2 separate regions of the Zea mays genome follow, and region 1 is linked to region 2. A link is a contact called in public Hi-C data. All regions are on one chromosome and are shown on one strand. The core of a region is the stretch at or near the end of the contact, and the rest is flanking DNA. Distances in the headings are between cores, read along the strand shown.

Evidence for each region. Hi-C and Micro-C count contacts between places; a contact is called where the count stands out from the background.
Region 1: a contact with region 2 is called in a Hi-C map of endosperm, with 4 times the contacts expected there. The contact joins the promoter of LOC100383523 here to the enhancer-like site in region 2. A contact is called at or near these places in 2 of 25 Hi-C or Micro-C datasets (ear and endosperm).

The regions. Positions count from the first base shown.
Region 1 is chr3:214,037,622-214,043,237 of Zm-B73-REFERENCE-NAM-5.0, forward strand. LOC100383523 (putative AMP-dependent synthetase and ligase superfamily protein) reads left to right here and starts at 2,289. Exons shown (of 19, transcript NM_001176171.1): 1 at 2,289-2,551; 2 at 2,830-2,893; 3 at 3,032-3,121; 4 at 3,257-3,313; 5 at 3,747-3,795; 6 at 3,973-4,049; 7 at 4,434-4,473; 8 at 4,559-4,653; 9 at 4,837-5,004; 10 at 5,096-5,206. The coding sequence starts at 2,385.
Region 2 is chr3:213,838,735-213,844,686 of Zm-B73-REFERENCE-NAM-5.0, forward strand. No RefSeq gene overlaps it. Among protein-coding and RNA genes, the nearest start is that of LOC103651348, 65 kb to the right of the region's middle. Within about 2 kb of position 3,962, at least 18 of the 20 cell types and tissues checked have an H3K27ac peak or open chromatin away from gene starts, as enhancers often do. A contact at or near this core is called in endosperm, where this site is marked.

The sequences.
Region 1 (5,616 bases), core at 1,039-3,538, 200 kb after region 2:
CGATGGGAAGTGCTGCTGGGACGGGTGAGGATTCCGGTAACAATCCTCCTCAAAAAGGTCATGTGCGGACTGTCCGGACATTGGCCCGGACCGTCCGTGATTATGTGCAGACCGTCCGTTGTTGTACGCGGACGGTCCGACTGGGTAGTTTAGATTTTGTGTCGTGTGTGGAGGTTCGGGCGCATATCTAGGTAACTCATTAAAAATCGGCCCGACTGTTGTTGGTCCGGATGGTCCGCGCTCACGTGCGGACGGTCCGGGCATGTGCAGATCGGCTGATTTGCTGCCGATTTGCGGTTGCTCAGGGTATGTGTCCATCGGCATCCCATAAAGGGGTTGTGACTGGTCGTGACAACCTGTAGCCGATGTGTTACGCGTGTTACCTCCTAACTCAACCTCGTGCGAAGGAAAATTTGTGATACTAGATTTATCAAATGCACGCACTAGTCTCTTAAGATCGCTTTGCATACCCCCTATGATGTTCTGCATTTGTTCACGCTGATCTTCTACATAATTTCTAAGAGATTGCAGATCGTTGGTATTACTTACATTGGAGATATCTGGCGTGGGTTGGAGCGAAGCCGGATCCGTCGCCCGATGTCGGACGACCTTGTTGTTCCTGTCCACTTTGAAGTTGGCCAAGAACTTTGCTTTCGCCTCCTGGATCATCCGCTCCTTGTGCTCCTCGAACTGGAGCTGCTCGTCAGCCGGCAAGGTTTCCCAAGTCGGCTCTATGATGTTGCTTGGAGAAATATCAGAGCTATCCCTTGAACCGGCCATTGAGGGCCGATTTGATGAGCTTAGATATGTCTTCCCCAGCGGAGTCGCCAAAAAGTATGTTGACGCCTTTTCGGAGCGCCAAATACCCAAGAGAACCAGCAGCGGTGTTCTTTGGTCAGGCGCGGACGGTCCGCGGCCCAGGGCCAGACGGTCCGCGACCTGGCGCGAGGCGGCGGTGCTATCTGGTCAGGCGCGGACGGTCCGCGGCGCAGGGCCGGACGGTCCGCGACCTGGTGCAGGAGCTCGGGTTCCCTGCCTGACGGCCGGACGGTCCGCGCGTGCGCAGGGGCGGCGGAAATCGCCGGCGGCGGCCTGGATCTCGCTCCCGGGAGGGACCCCGTCGGGGAGGAGAGATCCTAGGGGTTGTCTAGGCTCGGGCCGGCCGACCTAGACTCCTCCAATCGGCGTAGAGTCAAAAAGAGGCGAAGGATTTGGAGATTGAGAGGTTAAACCTAAACTAGACTAGAACTACTCCTAGGATAAAATGCGAATAAAAGTTGTATTGATTCGATTGTTGATGATTACAAATCGGCCGTAGACCTCTCTATTTATAGAGGAGGGGGGCTGGACCCTTTACACAACTGATTCCGAGCTAATCCCGCTTATATAGCTAACAACCGTAGCACAAAACTCAGAACCCTAATCTGTTCTGCGCACGCGCGGACCGTTCGGCCCACAGGCGCGGACCGTCCGGACCGCGGACTGTCCGGCCTCAGTCCGCCGGCTTATTTCTGGTTCGAACACGTTGGTTGGTCGCTCAAGCAGTCCTTCACTTCTACATTACCTATAGAATGAGTAAGAAAAGCCTGCCACCCTACGCCACGCCATGGCATCATTATTGCCGAGTTTAAATAGCCGGTCCCTTCCGTGCAGTGCCCATAGCGATACAATAGTTCTAGAACAGTGTTTGCAGTGCCTGCAACTAACAACCGTTGAAGTTGAACCGATCCTTGTCAATCTCAACGACGGTTCCATCCCCGATCAAATTCCACGCTACGCCATCACCCTCCACGAGCCAGCCCCGGCCCGCCCGTCCAGTCCACCGTGCCGTGCGGTCTGCAGTGCCGCCGCCGCGTCACTTTTGCCGTGCCACATAAACAAATCCGTCGCCGTTCGTGACGCGCTGGAGAAAGAGATCCCGTCCCGTCTGAACTCTTGTAAACCATGCGTTCTGCATGCGTCCCGTATCCTCGTCTGTTGCTGTTGGGGTCAGGTCAGTGTTGGCGGTCGCGGCACAGCACAGCACAGGCCTCCATGCAGTAACGCAATACAATACTACTGACCGCTGACTGCTGTGCTGTAGTATCGGTTCCCCGGGCCGTGTGCCTGCCGGGGAGGGGATACAAATAGTAGCGCGTGCCGTGCGTGTGACATTCTGAGTTCAGGGCCTGGGCTGCCGTTACCTTTGTTGGCGTTGGAAGTTGGACACAGCCCGCGGTACCGCACCACCGGCCCGGTTCGCGGTGCAATAAATTCGACGCGCCGCTGCCTGTGCGGCTGTGCCTGCCGCGCCGCTCGTCTCGACAGACACACGCCCACGGAGACTCGGAGAGGGAGGAGGGAGGGAGGAGGGGAGAGGCCGAGAGCACAGGGAACAGACAGACATGGTCACGGGATCCATGAAGCACCTCGTGCAGGTGGAGCCGGCAAGGGAGGCGGCGGCGGAGGGCGGGGCGCCATCGGCGGGGCCCACGTACCGATGCGCGGCCGGTGGCAACGCCGCGTCGCCGCCCGCCGTGCCGGGGCTCGAGTGCTGCTGGGACATATTCCGGTACGTCGTCCGTTTTCCGCGCGCCGCCGCGCGTGCGTCATCCTTCCTTCCTTCCCAGCCGTCCTTCTCTCGATTTTCTCCCCGCGCGCGCGCGCGCGCGTAGGCGTACAGATAGATCTGTTCTTGCCCCCCGGGATTCGCAATGCCAGGCTCCAGCCTGTGGGTTGCGCTCACCATCGATATGAACCCACCGCGATCCTCCGTAGGAACTACTCGTACTTTGTTTTCTTCCAAACCTGGTTCTGACGGGCTCGTGCGCGTCATGCGCCTCCGTGCAGCTTGTCCGTGGAGAAGTGCCCCGACAACAAGATGCTGGGCCGCCGCGAAATCGTCCACGGAAAGGTCGGTGATCGCGGCCCGCAGCCTGCTTCCATACCCGCGCCCGTGGGGGTTCCGTTCCATACCTGCGTGCATGCGGTGCTTTGGTTTTTAATGCTCTGCTGAATTCCACTGTCGCCTCTTTGTCTCACGCGTCCTCAGGCTGGCAGCTACACATGGCTGACTTACAAGCAGGTATACGACACCGTGCTCGATGTTGGGTCTGCCATCCGGAGCTGTGGCGTCGGCAAGGTATGGGCGTTTGCTTGGCTTATTGCGCGTGATCTTCCACGTTGAGAGGCTAGACCTGTTTGTTTATTTTCTACATTATTGGCCATGCTGATGTATCTATCGCTCGCTCACAGTTGCGTGTATGATTGTCTGCAGGGCGGCCGGTGTGGCATCTATGGAGCCAATTCTCCTGAGTGGGTCATCAGTATGCAGGTGCACTTATTGTACTAGCAAGCAATATCCGGAACCCAACTAGAAACATAGGATGATATTGTGTATTCAGCAGACACTGAATAAAAGAAAAGACAATTAGCCTCGTTGCTACAAGCCCTACTGATACAACTTTCTTGTTCCACCAAAGAAAAAGATGGCCAGAGCATTTAACTTTTCATAACGTGCTGGAATTTATTGGAAAGCAAAATTCTTCTTTAGTACATAGTTTTTGACTTGGTCAATTGTTTGGTCATTTTGGGGAGAACGTCTCTGGAGAAGTCTGTGTAAATTTCTGTCGATGTGGATGCCAGGATTCTACTATCTAACGAATATATTTCTGAATCCTTTTGTTTATTGACTATATCACAACTTTCACAATGCTACCCCCCCCTTTTACCATGTTGCTTATGCACTCCATTGCTTAATCGTTCAGGCCTGCAATGCCCATGGCATCTACTGTGTGCCACTATATGACACGCTTGGTAAGCTTTTTTGTTTGTACCGAACAATGAAAATTCTTCAGAATTATCATGTTCTCAAAGCAAATTGTCAAATCACAACATGTGTACACAGTCACACACGCATGCATGTTAAAGGTCCTATTTGGTAAGCTGATAACAATGGTCCACTGCATCTACTGTCAACTTTTATGGCTGTAGGTGCCGGGGCAGTAGAATTCGTATTGTGCCATGCAGAGGTACAAATTGCTTTTGTTGAGGAAAAGAAGATCGGAGAGGTATGCTTCTTGATTGGAACCATTTGATAACTTCTCTACCCTTGTCCGCATAGTAGAATTTGATGCAACTTAAAATTGTTGTTTTTTTAACCAGCTTATAAGTTGTCACTACAAAAACAAGACATGATTTTATCAACTATATCAACCCTATTAAGTTTTTCTCATATGACCTTTGTTGTGACAAAGAATGCTACAGCACGAATGTAAAAATATGATTTACATTTTTCTTATAGCGAAAAAGGTAACAAAACAATACATTATGTGTTAGTTTGATTTATTTGAATAACCCACAGTACATTGTATGTCTAACTTGCTCGATCTATCAAGAATATCTTGTGCTAGGCTCTTTGTTTGGGCATTTCAAATAATTCATTGTTTTTTCAGATGCTCAAGACATTTCCCAATGCGACCAAATATCTGAAAAGTAAGTTCGAGAAATTTTCTGGCTGTGTGGATAAGCTATAATGCAGTTGATTTGACTTACTGATAGTCATTCATTTTGTTTTAAGCACTTGTAAGCTTCGGTAAGGTTGATCCTGGGCACAAGGAAAAAGTTGAACAGAATGGCTTGTCCATCTACTCATGGGAAGAGTTTCTGCAACTGGTAAGGTTCTCCTTTCCTGACCAAATCACACATGGAATGAATAAGTGCTTAGTTACAAGAATATTAATAATGTGTTAAGGCATGTTTTTCATTTCAAATTTATACATTTTTGGGGGCATCCTTGCGAGAAATATGCCTTGATATATCAGTTAGAAAATTATTTTTTTTCTGTTCTACCAACAGGGAGGTAAAGAGAAGTTTGAACTTCCACCCAAGGAAAAGGATGACATATGTACAATAATGTACACCAGTGGAACAACTGGTGATCCTAAGGGAGTACTAATCTCGAACAAGAGCATTGTTACCATTGTTTCAGCAGTAGATGAGTTCCTCAACAACTCAAACGAGCAGGTAGGCCATTCACCCATTCATATTTTGCTTCTGTGTTTTTATCTCAATGCATCGTCTCGTCCTATAACAAGATATTGTTTTCTTCTATCAGCTTAACATGGATGACGTTTACATTTCCTATCTTCCGCTTGCTCATATATTTGACCGGGTGATTGAAGAGGTGTTCATTCGTCATGGTGCTTCAATTGGATTTTGGCGTGGGGTAAGGATACAAAATACATGTCCTACACTATTACTCACTATCTTTTTTATTAGCACAACAACAACAAAGTCTTTTAGTCCTAAGAAAATTGGAATAGCAAGAGTTGAAACCCAATAGAAACCATAGGTCAAGGTTCATACACATGAATACCTATTTTTCATGTACTCCTATTCAAGGCTAAATCTTTGGTTATATTTCATTCCTTTAAGTTTTCCTTTACTGACTCTTTCCATGTCAACTTCGTCCTTTTAATGTCTCTCTTCCTATTGCTATCGCGCTTTATAGTCCCACTACACACTGGTGCCTTTGAAGGTCCCTATTGAACATATCCAAACCATCTCAACCTGTGTTGGGCAAGCTTCAATTAGTGCTACTCTTAGCCTATCACGTATATCATCGTTCTGAACTCA
Region 2 (5,952 bases), core at 2,712-5,211:
TGCAGGGGCACTCACTAAGCTAGACTTCTCAAGCAAGGCTATCATAGTGTTTCTCTCTCTGGTAGCTCAATTTGCAAACCAGGACAAGTTGTACGCATCTAACAAGGTAAACCTGGATCTCAACTCGTCGCGCTCATCTAGCAAGGTGTATAAGTGATAATGTTTTACAATAATAACAAAGAAAATATGTTCTGATTATAATTTAAGCGTGACGGAAATCCCCGATGGGATTTATCCCCGCGGGGAACGAGGATGGGGAAGAAATGCCCCCGCAAGAGTTCGTGGGGATCCCCGTGGCGAACTTTTTTCATTGCGGGGACGAGTATGGGGAGCTAAAACATGACGGAGAATTCCCCGTTGCCATCCCTAAATATGATAGACTTGTTCGTGAATTATTTTTGTTTTTACATTTATAATTCACATATCTTTACTTGCTTTTGTTTTTTTTTTTGCATTCTTTTAAGTCTGCATACAAAATCAAGAAGAGTTTCTCTTTTTTATTAAGCCGAACAGATATGACAGATACATGTGATAAAATTTCATCACTCACGTTTGAGTTGTACTATACATACATAAAGTCCATTGCACATGTTGCATATAAAGTGATTTTTTTGAAGATGTTGATCCATTCCAGATATGGCATGATCCACTTGGTCATCAAGGTATAGGGATGATGAGATAAATTACATGCAATTATATTGGTCATAATTTGCCCACAACAATTTTTTTTTCTTAAATCGAAAGATTTTATTTGCACAGTATGTGCAACTGGGAAAATGATTTTGAAACCAACACATCTTAAAATTAAAGTTGAACAACAAAAAAATCTAGGAAGAATTCAAGAAGATATTTGTGGACCAATTACACCAACTTCTGAACCATTCAGATACTTCATGGTATTGATTGACGCATCTACTCGATGGTCACATGTGTGTTAGAAAATAAACATTTGCTCAATTCTCTAGGGGGTGACACTTATCTCGCCAAGGGACATATATGCCCTTTGGCTTGCACCCCTACATGTGTATATATATAGTCTCCCTGCAATAACAAACAGTGGATGTTATTTTCATTCACTCGAACTCGTTTTCATTACACTACAACATTTCCATTCCATCGCGTGCTTGCTTAGAAAGAGAAGTTTTAAAAAAACACACCGTGCCAAGATGGCGAGGCGCCACACCATGACACGAGCCCGCTTCGTTTTTGTAATGGGACACGGCTGCGGGCCGTGGGCCGTGGGCCGTGGGCCGTGGGCCGTGGGCCGTAAGCTGGGAGCAGCGACGAGGTAGGACGACTAGGGCCTCGGCATCGCCACGGCCGGCCGGAGGACGGGAGGAGGACCCGGCACAACGCACGCAACGCATCGGGTCCGCGCGCGCGAAAGGGACGTGCGGCGGCGTCCCTTGGGCGTCGGAATGGGTCGCGGAGAGCGGCCGCGACTCCGACGAGCCCTCCTCCTTCCGGTCACGATCAGGCCTCCTCCGGTCCTCCACTGCCTGCCCCCCCCCCCCCCCCCCCCCCCCCCCCCCCCCGTGCTCTCCTGGTTTTTGTTTGTTTGTTTGTTTCCACGCACGCGCTACGGTCTGTGCATGTCCCTACCCACGGTTAGTTTTACTTGCTCCATATGATGCGCGGAAAGCAGCGCCACGGGCAAATGATGCAACGGAGACGGCGGCGGGTCTCCCCGTGGGCGCTACAGTGCACCCCGGGAGACGAGGCGAAAACTGCTGGCGGCGGGATGCGGTCGGCGTTGCCAGGTCGCGACGTACCTGACCCTTCTCCACCACGAGGGAAAACAAAAACACAGCTGCGCATGCAGTCATGACTCATGAGTGCGTTGCTCGGTTAAACGCGGCAATAATTGGAGTAGCTAGCTAGGCAGTGGGCGTCCAACCAGGAGCCTTTGACTTGGGGATGAGTAGATGACTAAAGAAAAGGGGAGCGTCGTGCCTGGCTGGGTGAGTGAGTGTCTGAGTGACAGAGTGAGAGACTGAGAGCCAGCCACGCGAAGCAAAGCGCCACTTGTCCTTCCTGCGAGCGAGGTGGTAAACTTTACTCTAACCAGGTGACATACGTGGCGCGGGGGCAGCCAGTTTCGTTTTCAGCACGGCAACAGTACCTTTCTAACGTCTCTGTCTGGGAAGAGAAAGAGTCAGAGAGAGAGCCGATCACGTTATCTCCATTTGCCGGCCATCACAGAATTCGCGAAAAGACGTGCGTCAGAACGTGTAGGAGATGCTCTTTCGTTCGAGGAGAGGGGGAAGCTGATCTGATAAGCACGGTAGTAGTACTAGCAGACGTGCACGGTAATAATAAGCTGAAGACAACTACTCCCTCCGTCCGGTTGAATTAGGCGCTCTAGCCCAAACAGTATGTCCAATGAATTTGTCGTTTTACCTCCGTCACGCCGTTCGCACTGCCGCCGCCGCTGCGTCGTTCCTCATGCGCCACATATTCTCGTTCACACCCTGATTGCGCACCATAAAGGAAGCCAAATCCCATTTCGATCTACATCAGCAGCAAGCCAGCAAAGGAGCGATTCCAGCGATCTGCATCAGCAGCCAAATCCCATTTCTTGTCTAGCAGCAAAGTCCGTCTAGAAAGCCAAATCCCATTTCTTGTCTAACAGTAACGTCCGTCTAGAAAGCTAAATCCCATTTTCAAATCGGCATCAGTAGAACCTCCGTCTAGGAAGCCAAATCCCCATTCGTGGTCATGGAGGAGCCGTCAAAGGAGAGGAGCTCGTCTAGCAAGGAGTCTGACCCGACCTGGGCATATCGATCTCCAGCCGCGATTGCTGCACGAGCTGGCAGATCCATTCGTCGCCGTCGTAACAGCAGCGTGGTCCGGCATCGTCCATACGTCCGCAAGAATTTCTCCAAGCCACGAAGAGGTGCTCTGTTGAGAGATCTTGATGAGGACGAGGTCGACTCTGGGAAATGAAAGAAGTTGGGACCTCCCCGCCCGACACCTTGAGTGGAAATGAAAGAAGACTAGGAGAGAGACGCAGCAGTCGATTGGACCACCACAGCTCCAAATGCGGAAGGGAAACCAGTAGTGCTCTGCTAGTAGAGTAGTAGCCTTGGCCTTGGAAATGTCAGCGTCCAAGTCCTCGTCGCTTTGGCCCCACCATTTTATCCACGCAAAACGCAAAGTGTGGTGAGCTTTTATTTGTTCCGGGCCAAGTCAACTTCTAGAAGGTTAGCCAGCAGACAAGCATGTAAAGACGCCTACAACCAAGCTTAAAGGCTTACTGTACACAGTAAATAACGCTTTCGTTTCCGGTTTCTGCACAGACAGGGGCGTGGCACGATCCAAATGTTTCTACTCAGTAAGTTTAGACTCTTAATTACTTTTATAGTTTTAAAAAATAAATAGTGATAAAGTTAGATTTTAATGTAATTCGATTCTTAAATTTTATAATATAAAATTTAGAGCACATTAGCGCCTCTGACTGCAGTGGCGTCGGAGACAAAAGTGGCTGCATGGAAACCCGATCGATGCCTTTTGTTTTCTGCGAACCGTGCGCTGGTGCCTCTCTGTTTCGAGCACACCGATTCTGGCCACGCGACAAGGAAAGAAAGTCCAAAGGCAAAAAGAAGAAGAAGAAGAAGAAGACGCGCTCGCTTCGTCCGCTCCCTAGCCGACGACGACTACGCGCGGGTGAAACGCCGCCGCTCGGGAGCTAATTTTTATGCGACGCGACGAGATAAGGCGATCCATCCCGACCCGTGTGTATGAGGCGAGCCGACGACGACGACGGACAAGGCAAAAAACGCCCTGCCTGAGCCGATGCCCTCCTGTGCTGCGTCTGCATGCCGCCGCTCGTTTCGTCCACAGGCAAAAAAGCCGCGCGCTGGTTTCGTCCGCGACGTAGCCGACGACTACAACGTACCCGCGGCCGCTCGGGAGCTGATTTTTATGCCACGCGACGGCGATCCGTCCCGTGCATATGAGGCGAGCCGACGGCGACGGATACTAAAGCAAAAACGCCCTGCCTGCGTTGGCACTTGACCAATAACCCACAGCTTAGGGGAAAAAATCAACGCACGACAACTGGGCCAGCTTTTATTAAGGTAGCTAGCTAGCTAGCCAACGCCGATTTGGAGTTGTTGGTATGCTGATGATCGGCTTTGTCGTTCGCTAGCTATACTTAATAACGACATATTATGCATGGAGCATGGCATGATCTCGTCACGGCTACCAGCTGCGTCTGCTCCTATAGTTCTTTCCCCCGCCTTTAACTTGTACGCGAATCTGCATGCGGTGCCAAAAGCATAGCAATTAGATTGACAAGTAAAGCTGGTCTTGCATTGGATCGCTCATCATCGGAAGGAATCTCGCTTTGTAAATTGCACAAGCAAGAGAGTGCTTGCCCTCTCTGCTGGCTGGACCTTGGTTGCCTCCAAGGGATGACCTTACACGATTAAACAGACAAAAAAAATCCGGTGTTTAAAAAAAACTCTAGCTATCAGCTGGTTGCGGCTACGACATGGCGTGCCGCGTATACAAACAATGATGACTTGTGCAGCTGTGTTGTGTGACTTTTTTTCTGTTTGGCTAACACGCCGTTCCTCTTCCATATCCGTCGTACTAGTATGTGATCGCATCGAATTTGGAGTCTTCCTCTTCATTCATTCAGATTCAGGGTCGCCGAGAGTTCACGTACGTAGATAGTAAGGCATGGGAAAAAGAAGCGCTGAACTGCGACTTGCCGCCGCATCGTTTTACTTTCTGTCTCCTTTGTTGGGAAGAGAGAAAAAAACCAAACACGAAAGCAAGAGAGCGCAACAAAGCCAGTTTGTCTGCAAAACTTAATCCCCTCCAGTTCTCCCAGTTTAACTTAGGGGGTGTTTGGGAACAAAGTTTTTCTGCAGTATTGAAGCAATACTGTAGTATTGAGCAATACTGTGGTATTATATACTTTGAGGTGTTTGGCAACTCATCTAAAATCTCTGTATACTAAACTGTAGTATTGTAAATACTGCACTTGTTTTGCAGTTTTGGAAACTTTGGTCTCAGCCAAAGTTTTTCTCTGTAAAGAGAGCGCCAGCTGGGTCCCGCTCTGGCTGATTGGTCTCAACCAAAGTTTTTCCCAAACACCTTGATGTATTGGATACTGTTGTATTCGAAAACTGAAGTATTGTAAACTGTAGTAATGTCATGACTAAAGCATGCTTTACTATTTGAAAAACTGCAGTTTGAAAAAACTGTGTTCCCAAACAGGGCCTTAGCTCCTCGACCTTGTGTAAACTATAATATCGACGAAAGTTTTATTGCTTGCTAGTGGTTGGCACACGAACCATCGGGCCATGGGACGTTCCTTTGTTGCATGACAAAGCCATTGACTTGACTGATGGAGTTGCTGCAACTGCAACTGCGAATCTCGCCATGTTATTATCGGCAGGTCCACTTACAGTGCTTCTCAGTGACCGATCTAACGATGAAACCATCCTATTAAACCAGACCATATCTGACCAAACAATCAACATTACAAGTACACACAGCAGGCAACAACAGTGTCCGTTTGCAAGCGCAGCTTCATTCAGTGCAAGCAGCAACGCAAGCCAAATTACAAAGGGTGCATTACTTCGTGATTTTTCTTCTTCTTCTTCTTCTGTTCTTCCGACCACGGATCTGCCGTCTCTGTCAGAGCACAGTTCGGGCTCCTAGGGAGAGCACGGAGAATTTCCGAGAACGCCAAGTGGGTCGCTAGGACATCAACGTCAAATCACGTGGGCTCTCCTCTCAATAAGCCGAAGACCAGATGCGAGAGGGTCGACCGATCGGGGCATATCTTTTATCTTGTGCGCATATATATATGTATTAAGATAAAACAAACGATAACAAAATATCGGAGCGAAAAAGGAAGACCCAGACTTGCAAGCCAAGGATTGGGCTGAATAAGAACAAATTAAAGCACCGGCGCGAAATCATACTGCCTCTATC